2 separate regions of the Mus musculus genome follow, and region 1 is linked to region 2. A link is a contact called in public HiChIP or PLAC-seq data. All regions are on one chromosome and are shown on one strand. Each heading gives the region's core, a stretch centred on a gene start, on an enhancer-like site or on the middle of the called end of the contact. The rest is flanking DNA. Distances are from core to core; before and after follow the strand shown. Region 1 has its middle 230 kb from the start of Gm32121. Region 2 holds the start of Rarb (retinoic acid receptor, beta).

What was found. HiChIP or PLAC-seq counts read pairs in DNA pulled down with a chosen protein or histone mark.
Region 1: a contact with region 2 is called in an H3K27ac HiChIP or PLAC-seq map of differentiating embryonic stem cells, with 7 times the contacts expected there. The contact joins the enhancer-like site here to the promoter of Rarb in region 2. A contact is called at or near these places in 1 of 484 Hi-C or Micro-C datasets (stem cell-derived neurons), 8 of 115 datasets of contacts at active chromatin or transcription factors (astrocytes, differentiating embryonic stem cells, embryonic stem cells and 4 more) and 1 of 9 other capture datasets (embryonic stem cells).

What each region holds. Positions count from the first base shown.
Region 1 is chr14:17,171,505-17,176,927 of GRCm38.p6, forward strand. No RefSeq gene overlaps it. Among named protein-coding and RNA genes, the nearest start is that of Gm32121, 230 kb to the right of the region's middle. Within about 2 kb of position 1,432, at least 35 of the 459 cell types and tissues checked have an H3K27ac peak or open chromatin away from gene starts, as enhancers often do. A contact at or near this core is called in differentiating embryonic stem cells, forebrain and neural tube, where this site is marked.
Region 2 is chr14:16,573,559-16,579,116 of GRCm38.p6, forward strand. Rarb (retinoic acid receptor, beta) reads right to left here and starts at 1,918. Exons shown (of 8, transcript NM_011243.2): 1 at 1,300-1,918. The coding sequence starts at 1,456.

The DNA of each region.
Region 1 (5,423 bases), core at 182-2,681, 600 kb after region 2:
TCTCTTCTCCCCTGGGCGCCTGCCTTCCTCCTCCTCTCCTGTCAGTGTTCTCTCTAGAGCTGGCATGTGAAGGACCTGGTCTACTCACAGGTACACACAGGCAGTGTGCCTTTTTGTCTGCTCTACTCTAAGACCTTCAGTTTACCTCTCTCCTGTCAGAGCCAGGTGGAGAATGGCTCAGAATTCAAAAGCTGTCAAAATCGCGAAAGAGGCGGGGAGAGGGTACTCCTGTGTTCCAGTTCCGTAGCATCGTTACTCTCTGTGTGCCCACACTCTCACAAAAGGCACATAACTCATGCACACACACACACACACACACACACACACACACACACACACACATACCGGCACATATGTCCCTTCTGTCACCATCACCTGTTTGCTTTCAAAGACAGTTCTAGGGCTACCTAAAACTTATCCCTCACAACCTACTTCCGCCCTATTTCCAGCTCTAGGAACTAGGGTACAATCATTTACTCCTTGTATTGTTCTTCCAAAATATCCAGACACAGGGCGCGAATACAGTCCTGGCACCTCCCTCCATTTACATCTCCCTTATAGCCAATCACCTTGCAAGCTGTGGCCAAGCACCCATATTAGCCACAGATCCAGGCTCAGAGAGAGCTACAGCCTCCAGGGCTCCGTCCTGTTTCTGCTCTCTCTTCTCATCCTCTAGCGGTTATATTCTCTCCAACTCATGCTACCAGTTCTCTTGACCCAGACTATGCCCCAAACTTTTTCCCTACCCTTCTCACTCCCTAAATCAGTACAACCCAGATGTGCTACACCTGTCCTCCCAGTCCAGACCCTCAAAGAGAGATCATCACTGCTCAGGTAAGTATTACATCTCGAGGTATCTGCCCTGGTGAGCTTTAGACAGCACTGGACCCCTCAGGGATGCAGACCCAGCCAGGATAGACCCAACGGGCTGGCAGGTGCAACTTGCCAGCGTCTCTGAGGCTCACACCCTTGGAGACCGCGGGAGAACAAAGCTGGAGTCCGGGGAGCGGGTGAGACTGGAGAAGCTAAGACAATGGCAATAAAGGGAACTTGGAAGAGGACCGCTGCGCAAAGTTGCCTCTGAGTCAGGACAGTCTAGCCTGGCTGAAGAGTCAGCAGCTACCCCACTTCCCCAGCCCTGGACCCAGGACCATGCACGCCAAATCCCCGCTGTGCAGCCGCTGCCTGGATGCCACACAGATGCCCAGGCACCCAAACACGGCTTTTATGACCCGGGACCCTTCGGGTTGGCACCGCAGCCTCTGGGCAAGAGGCTGGCGAGCGCGCTCCTGGCTTTACCTTTCGCGGGCTGCTGGGAGTCCACGGCGCGCCGCCCGCTGGCTGTGCCCTCAGCCCCTGCCGCTGCCTTCACCAGCCACCAGCTGGAGCCAGGGCAGCTGTGCCCCGCCCACGAGCGCCAGGCCCCGCCCCGGGCTCCAGGCCCCGCCTCCCCAAGCTGGCCGGTGAGTTTTCCTTTGAGCTGCTTCTGACAGCTGCAGCCCAGCTACACTGTGCTGCCTACTGTCACTACTGCTGTTGATGTCACAGGCTAGGACATCTCAAATTTGCCAAGTGGGTAACCCCCGACCCAACAAAGGAGAGCATTGTGATTGAAATCTGCACTTTGCCAAATATCACCTGTGAGCTCCATAGAAAACAGAATTACCCCGCAGCTACTGAATCTGAATTTCTGGGAGCTGGAGCTGACTGCGCGTATTTCAGCACGCTGGAAAAGAGGATTTCCCAAGCATAGTAAAGTTGGAAACCGACTGGCCAAGAAAGGGAAGTAGAAAAGAGTCAACCCGTTGCCCTGCCTTTTCCTGAACCCAGGAGCTGCCCAACACAAAGCTAACTTGGCACTTTTCTGCTCAGGAGCAGATTGAGTATGCCCTGGATGTCGTTCATCTTTCTCTATTGACTGTAAAGTCTTTAAACATAAACAGAGAGGGAAGCACGTTTACTTTTGATCTGACAGCTTTAATGAGCTCAAGGAAGAATTATGTAAACATTATTAAGTGTAATAAACACATGTCGGCACCAGACAATCGTCTCTGGAAAAGAGCTAGCAAAAGTCAGCATGTACCACAGTTTTCTTCATAATGTCTTTTTAACTTTACGTTGCCTCTGTAATTGGCCTTTGGCAGTGTTGTTGTCTTGACAGAAAATCATTATCCCAGTAATGGATGAGCCCTTTTGAAGGGAGAGCCACTAGGATGTGGAACTTTCATTCATAAACGCTAAGAATCCAGGAGAAGAGAAGCCATCTTATTCATTGTCCAATTCTTGTCCTGGTTTAACATATAAAACTCAATAGAAGTTAGCCATCACTTGCCTTATCATTTATTTACCTTTTCTCCCAGCTTCCTTCTGTCTCTCCCTTTTTAGCCCTCTCCCTCTAGCTTCAGGTATGATAAACTGATGGTCATTTGAGTGGGAGTCATAGGGTACTTGTCACCACCACTGGCTCTGGGTATGTATTTGGCTGTAAGCTGTAAGTTCCACACAGTTTGGAGCATGGAGTTTGATCTCATGGGAGTTTTCTCAGTTTCTGGAGCAACAATGCTTTCACCTCTTCTGAGCTACTTCATGTTCCTTCTTCATTGAAAAGGTTAACCAAGGGCATAATCCCTTGACAAAAGTGACATGTGCTATTGGGCAAGGGATGAGAGGGGGTCTTTGAGAGACAGCTGCTTTTCAAGCATCATTTGGAACATGGGAATTTCTCTGTTAGGAACTTACAGTGCAAATGGAACAACTGATGGCAGGCAGTATCCTTTTTGATATGAACAGCTAGTACATCTCAGATTGGAGACTCTTTTCTTTAGAGACATTGACATTTCCGAAACATAATATGGTTGTTGGTCATAATATGGCTGTTGGTCAGTAGCACCTTTACAAATGGCATGGTAAGTAGTTCATGATACCCATTTGACAAGGACATCAGGTGTTCGTTCCTTCACCTAGAAAAGGTAGAGACCTGGATAATATAGACAAATCCTGTGTAGGACTCTGAGGAAGCACAGCCTTGAGTCAGCAGGTGGAAAGAAACACGGTGTCCCTGAACATTCAGCAAGAAAATGAGAGCAACAGCTACTCGCTAATAGGCACTTACAGACACTGCCTTTGACACGTTAGTTCACAGAGTCACTGCTAAGCATGTCATCACCTGAACACTAACTCAGAAAGTGTAGCTTCCCCTTCTCCTATCTGTCCATTTCCCTTCCCCAAACACTGAGCCAAATCCTGTACCTCTTTTTAGGGATAAAAAATAAGAACTTGACTTGATTGTTATCAAGATGATCTGTTCAAAAATAGAAACTAACTTGGTTTCTGGTTCATGATCATCAGCTGTGGGCAAGAGAGGCTTACTCTATCCAGGAAACAAGACAAAGGAAAAGGTTAGACAAATGGATAGTAAGAAGCAAGGGACAGAGGGAGTGAGGAGGAAGAGGGGACAGGAAAGAAGCATTCATAGCCATTCTGCCTTTGGACTTGACCAAAAGGAAGCTGTAACCTGGGTGGGCTGAAGTTATGACACAGCCCACATTTGCACAGCAGCCTGTCATGGTGGGTTTTCTAAGCTACATTTCACTAAGGCAGACCCTGGGAGACAAGTCCTGAGGGTTGTTGTGAAAGTGTTCCCAGGAGACAAGAGTAAAGTGTTCCCACTGGTGGGGGAGTGGCAAATGGGGAAGAGGAAGATATTGGGGCCACAAGTCCCCAGTAAGTTGGTTTGGGACTGACCCAATTAACCAATTGCAAGGGAGTATTGGGATTTAAATAAATCCTCTAATTTGTTCCTAATTGAAGAAAGAGAACTAGACATTTGGGTTGATTTTCTGAATAAACTATTGACAAACACCCAAACAAGAGGAATAAACTCCCAAAGAAATAGCACTTCTTTAGGCTCCAGTAATTCATGAGCTGACCTTCAATGAAGAGACAATGTCTTAGTCATGGAAAGCAATGGGCTTTGGGGTTTGGAAGGAAGTAGCAACTAATGCAGAAACATCAAAGAGGGTTTTATGGTACTTGAGCTGACTTCTGTGTCTATCTACTTCCATATGGAATTTTCCTGTTCTGCACTTCAGGTACCAACCAAGAGGATTAAGCCTCACTCAAAGAACAGAGCCTCAAGCAGAGGCAGTTATGGACCACTCTGTGGAGTACAGTAGTCGGGGCACTGAAGCAAGTGAGACAGTCTTAGTTCAGAGAAGAAAGATGTGGGAAGTCTTAGTAGCCCAGCATGACTCTGTTGCCAAGAAAGCTAGCAGCTTCATATCTAGCATAGAGTGAAGAGGAGGAGACATATAAAACCATGTAATGAGTGTAATCCTGTTTTGATGGCAATATGAACAGAGAAGGAGATTGTTACAATAAAAGCCATAAGTCAGACACAAGAACATACATCCTCATGTTCTCATATGTGGAAACTAAAATTGATCCCAGCGAAGTAGAAAGTAGAAGGAATAGAAAAGTGGTTCCCAGAATTCAGGGAGAGCAGTAGGCAACAGGAACCATATCTGAATAACAGACATGACACTGTGTAGTTTTGACAGTCTTTTACAGATATGCAGTCTATTCTTTTAACCACATTCTGTTATTACCCTCTGTGGGTTCCTTTCATTGAGCCTCTTCTTCTAGATTCTAGGAGACATGTTTGTAATATTCCTTAAAGTTGTTATGTGAATAATGGTAGCGGACAGCAATTAATCTGAGCACTTCAAAATGTCCAATGGAGAGGATTTTTGAATATGCCTACCATGAAGACAAGATAAATGATTGATGTTATAGATAGTCAAATTTACTCTGGTTTAATCATTGCATATTTTATATACAGGTATTTAGATTCTCCACAGTATCACATAGATAAGCATAATTGAATCCAGTTGAAATGAATAATAAAGACTGGATTGTGGTTCAATGAAATTTCTCAGTGTATACAAGCAAAGGAAGTCCTGAAAAGAAAAATAAAAAGGATGGAAAGGAGAGGAAAGGAAGGGAAGAGAGGGGGAGGGGAGGGGAGGGGAGGAGAGGGGAGGAAAAGGATGGGAAGAGAAGGGGAGGGGTAAACAGGAAAGATAGAGGAGGGCATGGAAGAAGATGGCAAGGAAGGGAACTTTTAACCTCAGAGGTTATGATGACCTCTGAGAATTAAAAAAAGAAAGAAGGAAAGAAAGAAAGAAAGAAAGAAAGAAAGAAAGAGAGAGAGAAAGGTAGGTCAAAAAAGTGTAAGAAAAGTCAAGCAGCAAGAACTTCCTCATATTTCTCTTCTCTTTCCAGACTCTATGACCCAAGAAGCGAGTTGGGCTGTTTAATGCAGAAGAGAAAGCTGCACCTAGGCTCCTGATCTTTATGGTGCTTCTTGTTTCTCTACTTACTGATTGAGGCTAAAGCCCCACCTGTAAGCATAGGCCTCTCTG
Region 2 (5,558 bases), core at 668-3,167:
GGATGGCAAGGCCTTTGGCATCAAATAAATGGTTAATGGTTTTCCAACTCCAAACCTGTTGATTTGCTGGCCCAAGAAGTAAGTCTTTTTTTTTTTTTCTTACTGTCCTTTTTCCTAAGAAAAAGTTTCAGAGAGTCAGCTGACATGCTGCCCCTGCCCCTCCTCTATTTTGCCTTTTGCCTCTCTCTTTAGACAAGTCACCTTGTTGTTAGGAAAACTCAATTTCTCCCAGTTAAACTTTGACCGCTTTGTAAACAAGGATTTAAAATGTCATTTTCAGGCTAATGCTCCAATGAATTGTCAAATCAAGTACTAAAAACATTTTGATAGATAGATGAGCCATTTATCTAAATCACTGTCAGGGTGGCGAAGCATCCTGCAGGCTCCCACTACCATCAGCTCTATGTAAGATTTCCCAGGACTCCTGGTCATTTCTCAGGCCTGCAGCTGAGCTACTGTTGACTGATGAAGCTGAAGCACCATGTCAGCATCAGATAACCAAACAGTCAATATTGTTTTTGAAAACGAGGCTACCCCATTTAGATTTCTTTTCCTTTAACTGAAGTCCAGGCTCCTGACTGAATTGTAAGGTATGGAAATAATGAATGGCCAGCCCGAGGGGTGTTGGTGACCAGGAGTAACCTAGCAAAACAGAAACTTCTTAGACCAACAAAGTAACTCGGAGAGATGGCAGTGGGGTCACAGCTAAGACATATTGCCTTTTCTCGGTGAAGGGAACGAGGGAGGCAGCATCTTGCACCATCCTGCCCGGTACATTATGAACTCTGATTAACCGCCTTTACACGGTTGCATTCCTTGAAGAGACCATGTCATATTTTAATTACTTTGCACTGTTGAAATACATAAGGGGGAAGTGTTACTGAGCTCGTGGCTAATCCCAGCAAAGTTAAGTCCCCTCTCTACCCGTTACACAAATTGCATGGAATATCAGATTGCACTACTTGAAGAATGTTCAAAGTCCGTGGTCACCTTCTATTTTTCCCCTTCCTTTCGTACTTATTTAAAAACAAACAAACAAACAAACAAAAAACACCTATCTTCAAGAAAGAATAGGGTGGTAAGGGAGAACAGGGGCGCAGGAGCGTTTCAAGAAACCTCTCCAAGGGAATTTCAGCAGAGGGAATCCATATGCATGGCAGCCTATCACACCCCTTCAGCATTAAATCATTAAACCCTTTGTCTTGCCACCACTGCACTTTATTCCAGTGTCTTTATTGCATGCAAGAGAGACATTTATTTTTCCTTGGTAAAAGAAAGGAAAAAAAATAATAAACCTACATTGAGCAGTATGCCGGTGCTGCCATTCGGCCTGGGTGAATCCACTGAGGCAGGCTTTGAGAGCCTTTTCCTGCAGCATGCAGGAGGAAGGGCTCGCGGTGTAGAAATCCAGGATCTGCCCGGGACTCACTGACAGAACATCCATACAGTCAAACATGATCTCTCCGCACCGCGCTCTGCAAAAGTGCTTATCCTCTAGGTGTGGAGGCGAGCCGCACAGAAAAGTCCACGAACTCCATCAAACTCTGCCCCTTTTTTGGCACGTAGGCTGTTGGTCTTTTTCCCAGCCCCGAATCATGAATTATGACAGACAAGCCAGCTAAAAGCCTGTAATTGATCCAAATGATCATTTACCATTTTCCAGGCTCGCTCGGCCGATCCAGCCAGGGCGGGGGTTCCCGCACCGATCCCAAGTTCTCCCTTCCAGGCGACGCCCGCGCAGGCCTCCGGGAGCGCGCGGGTCCTACCCCGCCGGTGCCCAGACGCTCCCTGCCCGGGTGGCTCGCGTCCTCTGCATCCCAGTCTTGTGGCCGCGGCGCACGGGAACTCTGGTCCCCCCCTTTGGCAAAGAATAGACCCTCCTGCCTCGGAGCAGCTCACTTCCTACCACTTCTGTCACACGGAATGAAAGATTGAATTGCCTAATATATGCGAGTGAACTTTCGGTGAACCCTTCCCGGGCTGCTAACCTTCAAATGACCCAACCAGTCTGACATCACCAACTCCCAGGATTCTCACAGCGCTTAAAAACTCCCAGCAGCCCTGCAAGAGCCTTCAGCCAGCGAGTCCGCGGCCAGCCGCGCGGTGCTCCCCACGGCTCAGCGTGCAAACAATGCCAGGAGCGCAGGGAGGAGCGGGAGTGCGGCTGCGGTTTGCGCCTTTTCATCGGCCGGCCCTGGCAGGGAGACCCTCGCCCTCAGCTCGCCTCTGAAATTCCTCTCTGCTCTCCTGTTCCTGGCCAAGCCCTTGCAACTTAGGTATCTTTCCACTCCCGTAAAAGCACTCCGCAAGCCCCGAACTGCCCATCAGGAGCCCCGCCACCGCTCGCAGAGGGAAGCCTCTGGGGCCGGGAAACTTTCCATTAAGCCTGCCGTCTTTTTATTCCTTCTTCATATTATTATTATTATTATTATTATTATTATTTCCTCCCTTTTTCTCACTCTTTCAGGCTTTAGCTGAGCTCGCTGAAGGGATTGTCCTAGCTCCGGAGGGGAGAGAAAAGTCCCTTCTGGGATCTACTTAGACTTTAAAAACCCTGCAGGCAGAAACACCTGGAGCAGTCACAGATTAGTTGCACCAAACTCTGTTCCTAATCTCACCTTTCTCTTCTTTCTATCCACCACCTCCCTCCCCCCACCCCCCACCCCCCACCCCCCATTGCCAATCGCACTCTCACAAACACAGAAAGTGAAAGGCAAAACACAGAGACTGAGGTGTGTGTGTGTGTGTGTGTGTGTGTGTGTGTGTGAGAGAGAGAGAGAGAGAGAGAGAGAGAGACAGACAGACAGAGAGAGATATAGAGACAGAGAGAGACAGAGAGAGATATAGAGACAGAGAGAGACAGAGAGAGATATAGAGACAGAGAGAGACAGAGAGAGATATAGAGACAGAGAGAGAGAGACAGAGAAAGAATTTTAGATTCTGGTTTGCTGGTTGGTGAAAACAGTAACTCTGTCACTGGCCATCTGTGTGTCTAGGAAAATACTGATTTTCTCTAGGACCCAGTTTTCTCATCTGTATACCATCCATAGAACGTAAATAACTACCTGTCACTTCTCAATAAACACACAAAAGGAATATTAGCAGTGTCTCAGCCTCCTGTTTCTAGCTGTGGGACTTTTGCCAAGGATACCCAGACCTTCCTGAGGCTACAGTGTTCAGCAGTTAGTAGACTTGTGCCCTGTCTGAACCCACGCCAATCCTCAGTCTATGCACAGAGTGTTGGTGGCCACTTCGTCAGGCACAGGTCCCCACACATAACGTGGAGTTTGAAAATACTCCTCATACTGGGCAAGTATGAGGGTTTTATAATTCTGAAAGCTAGACTTGGCTCAGACCACCCCTGTCCAATTATACCTGTTTTAAAAAAATACAAATAAAAAACCTAATCTTCAGACAAGAGGATTTCTCTTTTCTTTTTTTAACTGGTTACACTGACTCAGCCTAGGGGAAGGAGCAGAATTTTTTTTAGTTGTTCTCAAAAACCCAGAGGCAATTAATATAGATGCAGCCAAACAGCCAGCACTTTCAAAAAGGGAAGCCACCTGCAGCTAGCTTCCAACTTCTCCATTGGAAAGAAGATGCCGGGCAGAGCCAGACTCTGCTTCCTTCTCTGCCAAGCTGGGAATTCTCCCACAGGAGGCTGGCAAGGAAATGGGTGGGGAAGCCCTGACTCCTGTCTTCCTTTGTGGGCAGTGCAGGGAGGGAAGGACACTGACACACAGGGGAGCCTGTCAGGTACACCCACCCTTGCTGAAATGCCCTTCTGACTAGTTTGCTATTATTTGGCTGTCCTGGCACAGGATGGGAGCATGCTGCACACTCCTCCTTAGGGAGTGAGTGTCCCTAAGAAAGCCCTCTATACCTGCAGCATAGGAAGCTCAGCGTGCTGAAGGGAGAGCTCTCACTGGAAGTGCACACTGTTTTGCTTTCCTTTCTGTAGCCATTTTGTTAGAAACTTGTCAACTACAAAGACAACACACATTACAAAGCGACCACTTAACTGACCACCACTGAACAATTGTAAAGATACAAAACGCTGGGCTATGTGTGACTTTCTGCTTGGCCCAAGAGACTTACTGTCCCTGAATGCTTCCTTGAGGTCTTGGGTTCCCTGGAAACAGAGTCACGAGCACCTAGTATTGGAGGTGGAGGAAAAGGTATGGGCAGAGGGGAGAGGAACTGAACAGAACTGAAATAAGTTAGAGGTGAGAAAGCTTGGCACCATGGCAGATACCTGTGTCTCAGGTGCCCTTTCTCCAGGAGGCTGCTGCACTTCCTTGTGGAAATTGCTAATAATGGTCCCAAAGTGCAGGGAGGCAGTGGTCATGGGAAAGAGAGGTTGAGCCCAGAAATGTCTTCCACAATATTCCTCCTTTGTGTGCCTGTGTGTTGCTAAAATTCCTTTTCTTCAGGAGACCTAAGCAATATTTAACCCTTCTCCTAACCCTATGGTTCCAAGGACAGAGGTCAGTATTACTAGAGGTCACTCTAAGGAACTTTGAGTTTACTGGGCTTCCTTACAAAGCATAATTGAAAAGTCACTTACAGGGATGTGTGGGGGTGCTCCCTCCCTAACTAGGCACTCTTGGAAGGTCTGTACTTCAGCAGAGAAGACAGCTTCCCCACAGCTATGTAGATGAAGACCACATTCCTCATATATTTAAGGCCTTCCCCAGGCCATGGGCAATTAAGGCAGAGTTGCATACAACAGGTGGTGGGGGAAGATGTCACCCTCCCCAGTCTTTCCTGGGGTGGAGCAGTATTATCAACAAGCCTAGCTAGGATTATCCCTTTGCAAGGGGACATAGCTGAAATCCCCAAGATAGCAGTTGCTTGGCTGAAAGGATACAGTCTCTAGCAAGGCTCTTTGTGGTTGTGGTGTGGTGATTGCTTGTGATTGGGGAATTTCTTTTTTTGCACAAGGATAATTTAGATTTATAATCACCTCGAGATTCTTTTAATTGTAGAGAAATGAACTTGATCAGTATTTAAATCTGCGTGGATGGGATATTATGGACTTCTTATAATGTAGTGGGACTCATAGTCAGTGAGTCATTTCTCATCATGGATTAATTACACCATTGGCAGCGATTGAGGCTATTAGGAAGTATTAATTCAAAAGCGGACTCAAGTTAACCACATTTCTTATCATTTTTTGGTCAGTAAATCTTCTCCCACCTTTTGAAAACATGATTCTTCTCTGAAGTCTTTCTTTTAAATAGAAGTAAGGAAAGCACCAATGAACATACACTATAAGTATATGCTCATGTATGATAGTGACTAATAAATATGGTAGAGTTAAACCTGAACCAATGTGTTCACAGTGACGCGTAAAGGAGTGACATCACTAAGTCTGATTTACATAGCTAGAAAGAACCGTTCCCATACCCTCCACAGACACCTGTTCTAACATGGACACCTCTTCTATTTTCTCTATTTGATCAATGGTCTAATGAACAACAAGAAAAACCAAACAAACAAAAATCCCCAAAAGTTTGAGAGTCAAATTCATTTTGTTTAAGAGTCACTGTGTACTT